2 separate regions of the Rattus norvegicus genome follow, and region 2 is linked to region 1. A link is a contact called in public Hi-C data. All regions are on one chromosome and are shown on one strand. Each heading gives the region's core, a stretch centred on a gene start, on an enhancer-like site or on the middle of the called end of the contact. The rest is flanking DNA. Distances are from core to core; before and after follow the strand shown.

The links. Hi-C and Micro-C count contacts between places; a contact is called where the count stands out from the background.
Region 2: a contact with region 1 is called in a Hi-C map of liver, with 4 times the contacts expected there. The contact joins the promoter of Faap20 here to the promoter of Rer1 in region 1. A contact is called at or near these places in 12 of 12 Hi-C or Micro-C datasets (the A7r5 cell line, the Rat2 cell line, Schwann cells and 7 more) and 1 of 1 datasets of contacts at active chromatin or transcription factors (oligodendrocytes).

The regions. Positions count from the first base shown.
Region 1 is chr5:170,925,763-170,931,439 of GRCr8, forward strand. Rer1 (retention in endoplasmic reticulum sorting receptor 1) reads right to left here and starts at 3,218. Exons shown (of 7, transcript NM_001039012.1): 1 at 3,171-3,218. It overlaps Morn1 (MORN repeat containing 1), which reads left to right and starts at 3,571. Exons shown (of 14, transcript NM_001005544.1): 1 at 3,571-3,650; 2 at 4,416-4,487. The coding sequence starts at 3,575.
Region 2 is chr5:171,087,832-171,093,508 of GRCr8, forward strand. It overlaps Faap20 (FA core complex associated protein 20), which reads left to right and starts at 3,134. Exons shown (of 4, transcript NM_001108698.1): 1 at 3,134-3,394; 2 at 3,843-3,987; 3 at 4,091-4,365. The coding sequence starts at 3,333.

The DNA of each region.
Region 1 (5,677 bases), core at 1,968-4,467:
GTAGCTGTGACCCTGTTTCTTATCTGGCAGTTGAAGGCAACCCTACCTACCCCTGGCCACTTCGAACACTGCTGGGATCCCACTATAGTGTGGGAATTCACTATAAAACCAAGACAGCCAAGAAAACCATCACTGTCCTTGATTTCATAGAGGACACACCCCCAGCAGCCCTGGGCCTGGAAGCAGCTCAGGCCCAGCTGGATATCCAGCTCCTCAGATACAGACTCAGGGAAACTGCTAAGTGATGGAGTTTTTGTCATCAGTCCTACTTGAAAAGCAGGAAGGGAGAATCGTCTGGTCCTTTCATATGAGTAGCACCTGTCCCACGTCCCTCTGCTACCCATGAGGTGAAAAGGGGAAACAAACTATAGTTCAGTATGACTTAAATCTACCTGTGCTCAACAGCTGAGAGGCCTTCAACACCCTCTCTATCTACAGTCACCCTCAGGTTCACCATGTGCAAAATGATGCTCTTCTAAAGACTGGACATACAGGCAGACTTCAATCTACAGTCCTGAGCTTGGTCTCAATGCTCCCAAAGTGGATGAGAAACCAGGCTCACAAGTGCTACAGTGGGGTGGCAGGACGAGAAGTCCAACATCTGCAGCCTACCCCGTGTCAACCTCAGGGAGTCCTTCGGAACCAGATGTCAGTGGCCACATAGCGTGACTTCAACGGCAAACAGGTAATGTGTGACAGCCTTCTCAGCAGCCCCAGAGATCAGTGTGTCAAGACTGCAGTAAGAGTTGTGAGTGGGCTGCCACTTCCTGGACCCACTGAGTATGGTGCTCAGAGCTGCCCAAGAGACTGGGAACACCCTTTGTTCTCAGGTGTGTGCATAAACTAAATGCACACATTTAACTGAAGAACCTAGATGTGGCTCTCCCTTTCTGGGGGATTCCACATTTAAATAGAGACCACATTACAATGTACTACCTAGAATGGCCATTCCACTTCGGCCAAAGCCCCGCTTATAGAAAGCTATGTTAGTCACATTCAATACCCTATGGTATATGAAAATGCTCCCTTACTTTACAGTGTTTACCACTAAAACACTTTTGCTTAAACTGAGACATAATATTAAAAAGAAAATACTAGGCCTGGTAGCACGCACCTTTAAATCCAGTTTAGGAGGCAGAGGCAGAGGCAGAGAGTTGAGGTCAGTCTGTCTATATAGTGAGTTCCAGACCAACCTATCTACACAGGGAGGCCATTTTAAAGAAAAAAGACAGAGCTACTCCTTTAAAGAATGTATGCTAAGCTGAGCTAACTGTTTAAAACTCTGGTTCAGATGATGTGTAGAAAACCTACCAAAAACATATTAGTCGAGTTCTGATTATCAGACAAACCTATTAGTCGAGTTCTGGTTATCAGACAACACTGCTCTACATCTTGATTAAACTCCTTGCCAATAACAACCTGAGAGGCAGCACAGTGAGATTAAGAATGTGAACTTTGGAGTCCCACTGCCTGCTTCAAATCCCAGCACTGCACTTCCGAGCAGTGTGATCTGGGACAGCCTTGGGCTTGGACCTGGAATATGGGATGAGCGCCTCACTGCCTTCCTCAAAGGGCTCTTATGAAGACCTAGTGGCAGCCTGTGGTAGAACAAGTGCCAGTCCTGAATGTCTCAGACTCGTTCCTGGATTAGGGCAGCCCTCATACCAGCTGTTCCAACTGCAATTCTCTTCTCTCCACTCAGACTAAAGGTCAAAGAGGCCCTTCATGCTGTCCACAATGACCACCAATTCCACGTCACATCACTGCTGTTTCTACTTCCTGTAACAACTGTTTTCCAATCCCTTTCTAGTAATCTCTCAATTCCCTCTCACAAGAATGCAAGCTCCTTCTTGAGGGACCTTGTCTGGTTTTAGGGTGGGCCTCACACCTACAGTGCTTGCCACATACCTACTGAAATTGCTCTATGTTCCGTCACAAAAAAAGCAAGAGAAAAACTGTTCTAAGGGGGACACAAGTACTACACACAGAGCTTGTGCCCCATGCCTTGTTCTGGAGTCCATCATTTGGTTAGTTTCTGCAATCCATCACTCCTAAATTAGGAATACAGAAGAGAGGAGAAAGCTCTCTGCACAGCATATGAGGTGGGGGTAAGGGTGCCCGTCACTGCCTCCTGGTCAAGGAATGGCATGTGCATGCTTCAAGAGTTGTTCCCTTTCTGCCAACCCTTCCAGACCCTGTCCCTCTGAGTCCTTCCCTCTCTGGCCCCTCCCACCTTTAGGGGGTGGGTGGAGTGGGGATGATCAACTCAGATTTTCCCCAGTTCTTTCTTTACATCCTACCTCCACTGCAACCAGTTCCCCAACACACAACCTGGATCTAAGGCACAGAGTATGGGTTTCCTGATGCTCTTTTGAGCACTTATGAGGGATTTCCACATATTGTGAGTTTAAAAAAAAACTCACATCAAAAAAAAAAAAGTTGCAAGACATATAACTAGTCTCTAGTCCTTTTTTTTCCCCCCCAGACAGGGTTCCTCCATGTAGACCGGGCTGTCCTGGAACTTGCTCTGTAGACCGGGCTGGCCTCAAACTCACAGCCTTTGCCTCACGTAAAGGCGTGCACCACCACCACCTGGGTAGTATCTATTATTAAGAGTCAGGAAAGAAAAGCCACTCGGGTGTTCTCAATGTGAAGGTAGGTAGCCCTCTTGCACCGAAACCCTGCTAAGGAAGACAATGTATCTGCACGGGGCTGGAGGTACAGCCTAGAGGGCTGGGGATTTTACTGCCTTACTGTCACCGTATAATCTAGACCCATTTAACCAGCAACCCTTCAATCCATTCAGTAACGTCTTCGCACTCTGGCTTAATTCCTACACGTGTGCCCCGAAACCGAACACGGTAGTGGGGTAGCAGTAGGACACCTAACACATGCCGCCCGGATCTGTGAGGACGACAACAGGCCACCTTCTTCCGAAGCCAGGACCCGGGGGGTTTGGGGGGAGCGAGCCGCGGCCGGATGGGGCAGCGTTTAGCATTCCCCTCGCGTACCCCTCTCGGATATCGGCCGGCCCCTGGCAACCCCTCGCCAGTATCAAAGGCGCTGCCTGGCCCCGCCCGCCTGCCCGCCCGCCCATGGCCTTGACAGTACAGAGGAAGGCGGCGGTGTGCCGCCCGGCCAGGTCCGCACCACCAGCCCACCCCCAGCACCTCGCAGCTCCGGTGCAGCCGAGCCGCGGTCTCCCTCACGGCTGCGGAAGGAGGATGGCGGGCAGGGCGGCCGCCAGAGCTCGGCTCCGGATCCGGGAAGCTGCACAGGCACTTCCGTTCCGTCCCGCGGCGCCGCCTCCAGCCGCCAAGATGGCCGCGGGGCGGGGCCCAAGCTCCAACCATTTCCGCTTCCGGTATGGACGCCGAGGCCGTTGGCGGGAGTGCTTCCCGGCGGAAGAATGGAGTTGGCGGAAATGCGCCGTACTGCACAGGCGCATTGCCGTCCTCAGGCTCCGGAAACGACGCGTTTGCTTTGAATATTATGGTCACCTGGCCACGCCCCATAGCAACCGGAGGCCAATGGCAGGCAGCTTTGTGGTTGCCAGGGAAACTTTGGCGGCAAGATGGCGGCAGCTGAGGATCAGAACCCGGCTTCGCTCCAACCTCTCCGGCACTCGCCGAGACTGCGACCGCGAAACGGTACGGGCTGCGTATCCCCGCTGGAGCTCGGTTGCGTTCGCGTTCTCCACAGGCGTGGTCCAGGTTGCAGTCTCACGGCCAGGCGGCCCTGTGTCAGGGGGGCCGATAGAGTCGAGGTCAGACTGGCCTGGGTGAGCACACAAGAACTGGGATTGCGGGCCCGCCCAATGCAGTCTGATAGAAAATTGTCCTAAAACCGGAGAAACAGGTCGATATGAGGCCAGAGTCCACGGCAGTGCCACTGTCTTCCCGTTCCAGGCTGAGACTTGCTGGCAAGGAAGCAGTGGGGTTGCTTATGAGGAACAGAGATGGGTGTTGGGTGTGATGTCTCAGAGCTACATGATAAAAGATGAGGCTAGCTAGGAGTTCTTAGGAGTAAATGTGGATTTTTGTCCCGTGGGGACAGGAGGATGGTGAAGGTCTTGGCAGGGTAGGCTCTTCGCTGTATCCTAAGTGAGCTTGTTCACTGCTTCTGTGGCCTCACCACCTCCATTTGAATCCTTCCCCTTAAAAGCCTACAATCAGCTTTGGTCCTAGCCCTCTTCTGGCCAAGCCTGACTTTTCCTCGCTACTTATCCATGTAGCAAAACCGAAGGGAAGGAGAGGGAGCATACATCTTGATCGATTAACCAAGGTGAAGCATCCTGTCACGTTAAAAAGATTGATGAGAAGTGACCTGAAGACTACTCCAGACCCTGAAATGCCTCATCTCTGTGTCTACTGATGTCAAAACATCATGATGTTCACCTTCTTTTCTGTACACAGGCTATGGCGTATATGTATACCCAAATTCTTTCTTCCGCTATGAAGGAGAATGGAAGGGAGGCAAGAAACATGGTAAGAGGCCTCTGGTCATTCTAGAGCCCATACCAGAGACAGATTCCTGAGCAGTGTGGGAGGCAGTTAGTCTTGTACCAAACATAGCCCAGTACTGTGCCTGCACACTGGTACCACTTGGCCCCAGTTATGGCGGAACCAATGGAAGACTTGTAGGCTTGGAGCTCATCACATGCTGGTGGGTGGTAGAACTATGGGTGGAAAGGAAAGAGTGGTGCGGTGGTCCCAGAGTGACACACACAAACACCATCATGGCGTACTGTCTGCTTGTTATTGGACACCCAGGGCTCTAATCCTCAGAGTTAGTGTCTCTGTGTTCCAAACAAAAAAACAAAAAACAAAAGCAAAAAATGGTAAAACTTGAGAAAGAAAGAACCCTGCTCTGTGCATCATGCCTGTGAGCATTGCAGTTTATAGAAAACCACCAGACAACGGCCAGAAGAGATGGAGATTTTGCTGTAAGACATTGGATCTGTTGATTCCTGGGGAAAGGCAGCTGCGTTCTCAGCAGTCTGCCTCCTGTTGACTCTCTTAGAAGCACGGAGGGTCTGCTGTATTTTCCCACTTGGGAGGCAGAGGCTGGTAGATCTCAAGTTCAAGGCCAGCCTTACTGCAGCCTTACCATGAATTTCAAGACAGCCAGAACCACATACAGAAATCTTGTCTCAGAAAACCAAAAAGAAGGAAGGAAGGAAGGAAGGGAGAGAGAAAGAAAGGACTATATTTTTAGAAAACCTGAGCAATAGAGGGAAGAAGTACAAAATGAGCATACCCTGGAATGACCCGCTCACACACGTACACGCATATCAGAGAAGTACTGAGTCTAGACTTTCCAGTGTCTAGACTTAATGGCTTTTTTTCCATTTTTAGACCCTGCCTGCCCCATAAGCAAGAAGGCTTGTCACATCTGCTGGCTACCAGAGTCTCCTCTTCATTTTCTTTTCTTTATCTTTTTGTTGTTTTTTGTGTTTGAGACACGACCTTGCTATATTATATAGCCCAGGCTGGCCTTGAACCCACAATCCTTTGGCTTCAGCCTCCCAAGTGCACCACTGCACCCAGTCTCTACAAATATTGTCTTTATTATTTGTTTTTTGCTTTCTTGCGACCCCAGGACCTGTAAGAATGAGGCAAGTGACCCACCAGCAGGCTGTGTCCTTAGCACCATTCAGCTTTTGCTTAGTGTTCTC
Region 2 (5,677 bases), core at 1,884-4,383, 160 kb after region 1:
CCAACACACCCTTGCCCCCACACCCCATGTGTGGGCCTGAACAACCACTCTGCTGCCTGGCGGATCCTGCGATGTTTCCCAGGCAACTGTCTCATACAGCCTGTCTGCCTGGCACTCCCACACCCCATAAATGCCGCCGTGCCTGGATCCAGGCAGCCTTGCCTGCTTGGCACACACAGGCCAGCAGGTGTGGGGAATGCAGCCCGTTGTCAGAAGGCCACGCAGGCAGAGAGGCAGCTCAGGCCTCTTGGACACCCTCACGCAGTCAGTGAGTATGGCTGGGGTGCCCTGCGTAGATGCCACGCTGTTCTACCTCACAGTAAGTGTGGGGAGATCTGAGTGGCATGGCTAGAGTATGTCCCCGGGCATGCTGGCCTCTACAGGTTTCACTCGAAAGCTAACCCTAACCTGTGTCCTTTCTGGACTTGGACACCGACAGGTGCTGTCACTGTCATGACCCATTTGTCCAGTAAATTAATGGTAAACCCGGTTCCCAAGAAGGCAAGGAGAATGTTGGAAGTCAAGCAGGACTTGGATGACCCCAGCAGCTTCCAACTGGGGTTCTGATGGACGGGTTCACCTAGTCCACCAGCTTACCAGCCCCTGTTGACGGCAGAGATCAATCTGGTGACCAGCTTTGCTAGTGAGAAAGTCAGGATTCTGTTAATACCACCTTGAGAAAATAGCTTGCTGAGACACCAACCCGGCCGGCAGACCCTCGGCACTTCTGAGACTAGCTTTGGAGGGTGGAGTTTAGGCTTTTCCTCCAAGAAAATACGGTCTAATGATGGACAAGGCCAAAGAGAAAAAGGTGGGCTCAACCTGGGTGTGGGTGGGCAGATGCAGGCAGCTTTACTGCTTCCCACACTGGGTCACTTTCTGCATCACCAGTGTGTCTCCTCCAAAGGGCCGAAGTATCCTTTTGTAACTGTGAATCTTGGCTCAGAAGGAAAGTTGTTTCTGCAATGCAAGGGTTAATCCCAAGCAGAAAGTATTTTCCAGTAAATTCCTTGTCACCACAACAGATAGCTCCAGGAGAGTGAAATCCTTTCACCGTATTCAATCTTAGGTTTTTAAATTTTTTTCTTTTAATTTATTTTGTTTTTCAAGACAGGGTTTCTCTTTGTGTAACCCTGGCTGTCCTGGAACTTGATTTGTAAACCAGGCTGGCCTTGAACTCACATTGAGCCACATGCTTCTGCCTCCTGAGTGCTGGAATTAAAGGCAACACCACCACCTGGCTTCAACTTTACATTCTGGAGAGATAGCTCAGTGGTTAACAGCACTTCACTGCTCTTCTAGTGGTCCCAGTTCCCAGCAATCACATGGTGGCTCACAACCATTTATACTGGGATCTGATGCCCTCTTCTGGCATGCAGGTGTAGGTGCAGCTAGAGCACTTACATACATATTTTTTTTTTCTTTTTCTTTTTCTCAGAGCTGGGGACCGAACCCAGGGCCTTGCACTTGCTAGGCAAGCGCTCTACCACTGAGCTAAATCTCCAACCCCCATAAATATTTTTTTAAAAATTCCTTCCTCTGTGGTGTGAGCATACACACCATAGTGGAGGTCAGGAGACAACCTCACTTTCCATATTGTTTAAGGCAGTCTCCTCTTTGGTTCCTGTCTCTGCTCATCTCAAAGTACCCTGGGAGTCCAGACTTGTGCTGTCCGGCATGGTTTCACGTTGGTTTTGAGAACTGACCTCAGGGCCTCATGCTTGCACAGACACTTTGCCCACTGAGACATCTCCTCAGTCCAAATTCAACTTTTTGCTTTTTTGTTTTTGTTTTTGTTTTTTTTTCAGAGCTGGGGACCAAACCCAGGGTCTTGCGCTTACTAGGCAAGCGCTCCACCACTGAGCTAAATCCCCAACCCCTTGTTTTGTCTTGAGACAGGATCTTTCTTCATAGCCCTGTTATCCTGGAACTCACTCCACAGAGCAAACTCATAGAGACCCTCCTGCCTCTGCCTCCTGAGCACTGGGATGAAAGGTCTGTGCCAGCACCGTTCAAATTAAACTTTTAAAGCCTTTCTTGGCAATACTTCGCAGACAGCTGGGACAAGGTCACTGCTGGGGCTGCTCATTACCCTGCTTCTACCTCCTCAGGTTCTAAAGATGGTTGGATTGGGGCTGGAGCGACGATTTAATGGTTAAGAACATTTCCTTTCTTTCTTTCTTTTTTTTTTTTTTTTCGGAGCTGGGGACCGAACCCAGGGCCTTGCACTTGCTAGGCAAGCGCTCTACCACTGAGCTAAATCCCCAACCCCAGTTAAGAACATTTGCTCCTCTTTGCAAAGGATCCAGGTTCATTTCCCAGCATCCGCATGGTAGCTCGCAACTGTAACCACAGTTCTAGGAGATCCAAGATCTTTTCCCACCTCTGTGGGCAGCAGACACATACCGCACAGATATCTGCTCTCGGATCCTTAGGAGATTAAACTTGCTGATCCTCTTCAAGCCTACAGAGATAGAAGACAACCTCGGTCCGGAATCCATCCCCGACCCTGGCCTGGACACAATTTCCAGGTTGTGGAACCTGGAAGTACTCACAGTAGGGGTGATCTCACCTAAAGATGAGAGGCAAAGTTCTGACTGGAGGAAGAGCCAGGAAAGGGGTTAGGGAGTCAGATGGTTGCAGGACAGGCTTTTGGACCGTCCCTGACCCCTGGGGGCTTTGCAGTAGAATGCTATTAGCGAATCCCAATGCGTCTGTCAAAGTGCCTGGGCTTTTGCTGCCACCAAGTGATGGGTTGCAGGATTGCAGGGCGGGTTATTGGCTAGGTAGGAAACCGGGGATTTTCTCTCTGAGCCTTCATCCCCTGGGCTTTGAGGTTTCATTGCCTCTCTCTTTGGTAGAAAAACCCAGTTCCTTCTATAAGAAGAAGAGGAAGATGATGGCAAAACTGGACTTGGGAATCTGGCCCTGTCCATGGGGCCCTCCTGAGAAAGGCCAAAGAACTGGAAACTGAGGCAGGGCATTGTCTAGTACCACTGGGAGGTGCCATCAGCAGGGCAAGCCTGACAGTTCTCAGCACGTGTTGACAGATGGGAGCCCAGGCTCCAGGGTCTGCACAGGGTCGGGTGGGTCCAATCTCGCACCCCTGCAAACTGGAGGTCAGCTCCACGCTGTCGCGACTCTCCCTCAAGGCGGCAGCCTCGTGTTCCCAACGGTTGGGATCTCGGCGCCTTAGATTTCCAGCGCCACAAAAGGGAGCTGGCACTTGGCAGAGCGGAGAGCGGGGGCTCTGGAAGCCTCCGGAGCGGGTCCCGGTCGGAGGGCGGGTCTGGCTGTAAGTCTCACTTCCGCCGGACGCTCTTAGGAGAAGGATGGAGGAGGAGCGGAGGCTGCGGGGGAGGCTGAGCCGCCGCAGGCCGCCCGCAGGGGGCGGGTGAGGCGGGACAGAGCGGAGGGGTGGGGTCCTGGGGGCTTTGGAAGGAGGTGGGAGCCTGGGAAGGCGGTGGGGACGCCGCGACGTTCCCGCCTAGCTGCGGGGTTCCTCGCACACGTGCATCGCGCTACTAGCCACGCTCCGCCTCTCTCCGGGCGCGGTCGCTTCTTCCGCCCCAACCCTGCAGTCCCCATCGCCACCTCCGCCACCCCTCTTTCCGTCGCCTATTTAGCCTCTCCTTTCGCAGCTCCAGGCTCCATTTCCTCCTAGAGTTCGTTTACCCTTCAACGTGAGGTTCATTCCTGTCCCCTTACTATGGGCTCCCTCCTCCTCCATTACTCCACTGTGGGCTTGCTCCCCACCCCAGCCTTGTTGCCCCTCACTGTAGAACCAACCCTTCGTGACATCTACCATGGATCCCCTGGCTGACCCTTCTTATGATTCCCAGGCCCCCTAACTGCCGCCCCTGGTTTCTCTCGGAGGAAAGTAAGAGTGAGCCGTGGGCTGCTCTGCTGCGCAGCACCGTGGGCGGGAACACGGATTGGACCCCGAACAGTCAGCCATTACCACCGCTGCCTGCTTTTCCCAGCCAGGTGTGTCCAAAAACACTAAGCCGGGATGACTCCGGAGAGGGATCTCAGGCCCTGGGGAGGTCATGGTGTTGGTGGCTATGACCTTAAGGGCACTGCTTTTCAGGAATCTCTGCCTGACCCAGAGTCCACTGTGCCTCCTGAGGTCTTCACTGTAGGATCCAAGACTTTTTCCTGGACGCCTTTTCCGCCTGCCCTTCGTGGCTCTGGAAGCTCCTGCCGCCTGTTACGTTGTCCTGAAGGCTCTCCGGGGTCACCTGCTCCATCCCTGAAAGGATGCCCTGCACTGGATTCCCGTCAAACTCCCAGCACCCAGGAGTGTGTGCAGAGTCAACTTGTGTTGCTGAACTGCCCATTGTGCCAGAAGGCATTTGACCCGAAGTGAGTGTCCCATCCCAGACCTCAGGCTGAAGACTTAGCTGGATGTAAGGCCCACTGGCTTAGGAGGCAAAGAGAGTGCCTGGTGGGGCTCAGGCCTTTTGTTTATGTAACTAATTTTTAAATTATAAATATTTACATACATGTGTGCCTGGCACGCATGCATGTGGAGGTCAGAAGACAACTTCTTGAAGTCTGTTCTGGCCTTCTATCACGTGAGTCCAGGGGTTGAACTCAGGTCCTCAGATTTGCTGAGCCTTTATTTGCTGAGCTTTCTTGCTAGTCCTGGTTAATCAAGCACAGAGTTGGCTTGATTAAATAGCTGTCAGAACATGAGGCAGGTGGGACCCTAGTTCAGAGCCCAACAGGCTCCTCCAGATGATTACAAAAGAAATTGTGCTGAGCTGGAAGTGGAGGCTTATGTGCTTTTAATCCCAGCCTTTGAGGGACAGATGTCTGAGTTCCAGGCCAGCCTGGTCTACATAGTGAATTCCGGAACAGCCAGTGCTATGTAGAGAGAGATCCTGTCTCAAAAAAAATGTGCATATTTATTGTTTGTGTAGTATATGTACATGTTCAGAGGGTTTGTACACAGAGGTGCTAGGGTGGGCTACACAGTGGGCTCAGGATACGCCTGTCTGTCCTGCCACCAGTACCTGTATCACGAATGTATACAGCCTTTTACATTGGTAATGTTTGCATAGAAGGTACGTTACCATTAACTGAGCCATCTTTCTAACCTCCAAAATGTGGCTTTTAAAAAAAAAAATCAGATTCAAGCCTTTATGAATTTGGGAGGGTCCCCAATCCCACCCCTCGACAACAGCTCTCTACTCATACCTATATAGCTGAGACAAGGGGGATGTTGACAGGGCTGCCTTGAGTCAGGTTATGACTGTACCCAACTGGGGTCCTGTTTATGTGACAGTGAGTGATTTGTAAAGCTGACACCTCTGTGCTTCTTACCAATCAAGAGACCCAGGGGCAGAAGCTGAGGGCTTAAGCCCTTTTGGGGAATTCATTCTCGAAGAGCCCATCAGATTCCTGATTATGTCAGGGCTCCCGCTCTTGTTCCGGGACAGCCTTTTGTCTGTGCTGTCCTTTGGTGTGTCTAAGAAAAGACTCTTGGAAGATAGGGCCATTGAAGAGGGGGCTCACTCCATCCGTTGGGTGCTGTTCAAGCAGCCATTTGAGAGCTTGGCAAAGCACCCTGCTTTTTTTTTTTTTTTTTTTTTTTTTTTTGGTTCTATTTTTCGGAGCTGGGGACCGAACCCAGGGCCTTGCGCTTCCTAGGCAAGCGCTCTACCACTGAGCT